2 separate regions of the Bicyclus anynana genome follow, and region 2 is linked to region 1. The links are chromatin contacts, called in public Hi-C maps. All regions are on one chromosome and are shown on one strand. Each heading gives the region's core, a stretch centred on a gene start, on an enhancer-like site or on the middle of the called end of the contact. The rest is flanking DNA. Distances are from core to core; before and after follow the strand shown. Region 1 holds the start of LOC112051909 (zinc finger E-box-binding homeobox protein zag-1). Region 2 has its middle 35 kb from the start of LOC128198563.

The links. Hi-C and Micro-C count contacts between places; a contact is called where the count stands out from the background.
Region 2: a Hi-C map of whole body shows a contact between it and region 1, with 4 times the contacts expected there. The contact joins the enhancer-like site here to the promoter of LOC112051909 in region 1. A contact is called at or near these places in 2 of 2 Hi-C or Micro-C datasets (whole body and whole larva).

Annotation. Positions count from the first base shown.
Region 1 is chr12:308,570-311,269 of ilBicAnyn1.1, reverse strand. It overlaps LOC112051909 (zinc finger E-box-binding homeobox protein zag-1), which reads left to right and starts at 1,387. Exons shown (of 4, transcript XM_024090743.2): 1 at 1,387-2,007. The coding sequence starts at 1,881.
Region 2 is chr12:537,955-540,654 of ilBicAnyn1.1, reverse strand. No RefSeq gene overlaps it. Among protein-coding and RNA genes, the nearest start is that of LOC128198563, 35 kb to the left of the region's middle. Within about 2 kb of position 1,359, at least 8 of the 8 cell types and tissues checked have open chromatin away from gene starts, as enhancers often do.

The DNA.
Region 1 (2,700 bases), core at 138-2,637:
TTACGCTATATCGAATAGGGTTTAAAATGGAAGGCACTATGGCTACAATGTAATTATGCCGGTAGCGTAACGTTACCAATTCTTGGTGGGCCTTGTTCATTATTTTCCCTTATTCGTTTTTACATTTCTTTTATACCATACAACGTAAAAATATTGAAAAAAAAATGTGAAATAAATATAGAAATAAGTGCCTTGTTTGTTCAGTGGTTAGCTTACATGGTTCCTGACAGCAAGGATCTGGGTTCGAGTCCTGGCTAGAGCTATAATAGGTATATTACGTGTTTATTTCTTATACTAAGATGTTATGAATAATTGCCGGGTTGTGTAGGTAATTTTAAATAAATGATAGGTACATGATTGTGACTAAATTCTTAAATAATTCATAAGGTATAGGTAAAGAAAAACCAAATTAATAAGAAGCAACGAAATCGTATAGAAAATTATAAACCAACAGTATCATTAAAAGCAATACAAGTCATAGTAAATCTCGACATCAACATAAACTCGCGTTGTGCGACGCTTAGCGCCATCTAGTGACAAGAAGCCGAAACGCGCTTCAATGTAAAATGTAGAGTCGTAATCCTTAAACATTATTTTAAGCTGAATTTTACATTTCAAAAAAATATATCGATGTATCATTAAAAATACAATTTCATTTGTTTTATAATTACTTACACTCTAAGTATGTACTAACATATTGAGACCAATTGGGTAAAACTTGAAAATTGTAAATAGAGATGAAATTTCTTAATTAACTTATTTAAGTAGGTAGGTACGTATATTCATATGATTATATTTTTTCACTAATATTAAGAGTCGTGTGTAACTGTAGAGTTAAATAGAGACAGGTAGATGAATGGGAAGGTGGAGCTAACCGGCGGTGTATAAATAAACATTTATCTACTTCGTAGCGCCAAACCGCTCTACCTACATCAGGATTTTGAACCAGATTTATTCTTTTAACATAGGTCTGTGTTGCAAATACGGCTTGGATTTTTTTTTATTTATTGACAGGTTTAGGAAATTATCAAATTAATTAATATTATATTATTGACATCGGAACTGTATTGTTACTTTTCAATCAGCACAACACACCTACTTGATTACCTGGATAGGTGAACTGACAGAAAATGTGCCAACCGAAGAAAAAAGCAATAATAGAATGGACCCGGCAAAATCTAGAGCATCCTCATTAAAGAACCGCTAAGCAGACTGTGAGAGTCCTGCAGGCGAGAGCGGAGAGCGCGGCGGCAGATGAGAGACCTGGCGGTCCGCGGGACACGGGTCCGCTCAGCGGGTTCACTAATTAAGTATAGGTGGGGGGTGGCGAGGTGCGGCGCGGGGCGAGGCGGCGGGCAGGGCGGGGCGAGAGGCGGGCCGGCTTCATTCCGCCGCGCGCCGCGCCGCGAGCCACACGTGTGAGCGCGGGTCATGGTCGCGAGAACCGATGAGATGTTCGGCTGCTATGGTGACAGCTACTCGTACCGCCTGTGGAGCCTGGCCAACGTCTGGGGCGCCTGCCGATGTGAGTTGGGACTGTAAACACTACTCCGCGTCGTCGCAGTGCCAGTGCGTCGCGCTCTCGGATAACTGATAGTTAGCGGCCGTCCGCACTGCACATCGCCAAACAAACGTAAAAAAACAAAAGTTCAATCCGGTGCGTTCGCAGCACATTCAAAATAAATAATTAAAAAATCGCGCTCCTAAACTCGTCAGGGTGTTTGGAAGGTATAAAAGTTAAAGTGCCACATCGCCAGCTGTCCAGCGATGTAAAAGTTCAAGTTGGTGCGTCGTAAACATAGAGGTGTGCGTTGGGCGTCAGTCACTCCGACACTGCGACCGTCTCGTCGGACGAAGGCCGACAGTGGTGTTGTGGCCCGATGAAAGTGCATAGCCAGCTTATGGGAGTCGGCGGATGGTACGAGTGGCTGGCAGCCGACTGGCTGGCCGACATGCGGAGTAAGCAGGTGCCCACCTCCACCTCCTCGGCCAGGCTGGCGGCCTTGAGTAAGCTTGCTTTTACTTTCATTTTCGTTTGCATATTTGTTTTTACCTTGTCAATGATTTTATTATTATTTTTGATATTCGTTTATAATTCTTTACTTTCCGATTTGCTCTACAGACGCCAAGTTCATATTACCGACCTATTCGTAGCAAAACATTCTACTCAATAATTTCAACGACAGTCTAAGTCGTCTAATGTTATTTATTTGCATCCTTGTGTAACGTTACTAATATGATTATGTCTATTGAGTAAATTTTCATTTATAAATCCAACATTTACAAAAATATCCTTATTTCGAAACTTTCTAAATAAAGTTCTTCTTTCGAAAACAATAATAATATGTTGTTTATTCGATATTATTTAAAATTTCAACGTTTTGTATTACATTAGTGAATTGACATTTGAATAATTAAAAATTATGAGAACTGATGAAGTTTAATAAATGTTAGTAATATAGATACAGATACTAGTAACGAAGGTCAGAACACATTTAAAAAAAAAGTTGTGAAAGATACAACAGTTCCCGTAACAGTTGTAACAGGTGAAACCAACACCTCTGACGCATTAAAAATAAAACCGTACGAACGTCTTCATTAGAAATAACCTTGGTGTTGGTCCCCTCGCTCCCCCGGGGCCCGGGCGCGGCATAACTCATCCACTTGAGGCACGGGAACAGGTATACACAGACTTGAAAG
Region 2 (2,700 bases), core at 110-2,609, 230 kb before region 1:
GTCAACGAACGTGCCAAGCTATAATCGGGTATACTCCGACAATAAATGCGTGAGCAATACGATTTCTTTAAAGGTAACTTTTGAAGACAAAAGCTTTCGAATAAAGTTTTTTGCAACATTGATGCCAATATTCTCTTTTACCAATTTGAACGATGATAAACATACAATAGCTACTAATAGTAATATACCTATATAGGTACCCTCCAAGTATCAGTATAGCATACCTACGTATCAGTGAGTATAAAGACAGACACACACAGAGCGAGGTATGGCGAGCACGTGTGGCGCACAAAAAACGCCTTAATAACACGAGGTGCCGCGGGGGTCGTCGCTAGTGCTGCTCTGCTGGTACATTTCACTTGGTATCGATATTTATTAATACATATAAATAAAATTCAAGTATTCTAGCGCTTATAGTTATTTACACGATACTTGTACAAAATCAAGCTTTTATGATTTTTTTGGAAGTTGACCGATCATGGTATGACTTTTATACTGGAAGATAGAAGAGGTTATTGAGTAGTATATAGGCTATTTTTTATCTCAGTAAAGTCTATGGTTACCTAGGGATTTGTGAAAAACTGAATTTCACGCGTACGAAGTAGGAGGCGTCCGCTAGTTATTAATAAAAATAATTGTATACGTACAAGAAATAATTTAAAAAAAGTATTATTTATGTTAAGGATTTTTTTTTTCGTAGAGATTAAATAACATTGCAAGGGTCATTTTTATGCTATAATAATTTTTAAATATTAAAAACAATATTTTTACGTTTGCAATATGCAAATATTATTGACTCAAACATACAACATCAGATTGACTACGATTGTACGAATAGTATGTAAAAGTGAAGATATTGAACAAATCTGAACCATCTACAATTATATACCTACTCGTATGTGCTTTATTGCTCATAATATGATTATTGTCTATCTACTATCAAATATGTCATCATCCTCAAATAAAACGTTTTATTTGTATTTGATTGAATTAAGATTGTAAGACTGCATAATCATAAATCAATCAAAAATTTATAATTATTAAATTAATTAACGGCTCGCTTCTCACTAATACTGTTTAAGGAAATCTCACAATACTTCTTGCCTAAATTGTATGGTTTGATTTACAATTTAAATGTTTTATTTTCGTTGGTGAAAAATGCATATAGTTAGGCCTTCCTTACTAAAATAAAGCAGTATAATAAGGCATATTACTCTTTCAGTTGAGGGTGGGTATGTAAGAAATGCAATTTACATTTAGTAAGTATTTATTTATCGAGTATCGACGTTTAGTGTGCGGCGCAGCACTGCGCAGGGACGGGTTTAATTACACGGCTCGGGCGACAGGTTGTCGGGTGACGTCATGCTGCATGTGCGGCGGTGTGGCCGAGGTGTTTATCCCGCACCAGCATTGTTCACAGCTCACACAGCTATAGCTTCTGCTCTGATTACTGCAATATACACTGATATGAGACGTGATAGCCCAGTGGATATGACTTCTGTCTTCGAAGGGCGTATAGGTTTGAATCCAGTCCGGGGCATGCTCCATCTTTACAGTTATATACATTATAAATAATTAAATATCACGTATTTCACGGTGAAGGAAAAACTTCATGAGGAAATCTGCATAACTGAAAATTTTCTTCTTTGAAGTCTGTTAATCCGCATTGGGCCAGCGTCGTGTTAAACAGTGAGTCGAATATGGATTGTTTATGATGATAATGATAAACAGATATTGGATATTTCTTCATTAGGATCCTATTTTAACATCCCACACAAGGCCAAGCCTATACCTCTCTCTAGGAGGATGGATATGGAGCTTAGATCACCACGCTGTTAGAATCCAGGTTGGTGGGCCCTAATGATGTAAACCAGAAGTTAATAATTGCGACCGACAGTTTAACGACAGTACCGACCGACATTAACTAAATATCGACAGTTCTGGTGGTAGACATCGGCCTGGGCTAGTTAGCAGCCTACCGACAAAGACCACTAAGCAATTTAGTGGTCCGTTGTGATATCGCATTAAAACTATCAGAGTAAGCAAGTAAGCCGCTATCATCATCACTTACATCTGCCAAGGTTGCGGACAAGAGCGCTAACTTTATATAAAAAATATATATACGTTACGTTAACCCATATTCGGCTCACTGCTGAGCTCGAGTCTCCTCTCAGAATGAGAAGGGTTAGGCCAATAGTCCACCACGCTGGCCCAATGCGGATTGGCAGACTTCGCACACGCAGAGAATTAAGAAAATTCTCTGGTATGCAGGTTTCCTCACGATGTTTTCCTTCACCATTTGAGACACGTGATATTTCATTTTTAAAAAATATATATAATAATATGTAGATAATAGTTTATCATGCGACATCGTTTATGTTATTATGTTACCTTTCTTTATCAGTATGATTTAGCTAACGTAACAAGTTCGCCGCAGAACCGAAACTTTTATTAGACAGTTTATTTGTTCCCGAAGCTTCCATTCGTTTTTATTCTCTTTCTCATTTTAAATGGGGGTTCATAAAGCATACGTTTCACTGGGAGCCGCAGTTTGACAAACATACAGTTTCCACCTATACGACAAAACATAATTGATAAACACTATATCTAGTGACTTATTATAATATTATGGAGACAAGCTGTAATATAGATTTACAGTACAGGCGCCGATTTTTAGACAGATTTTTAGTTCTAGATTTT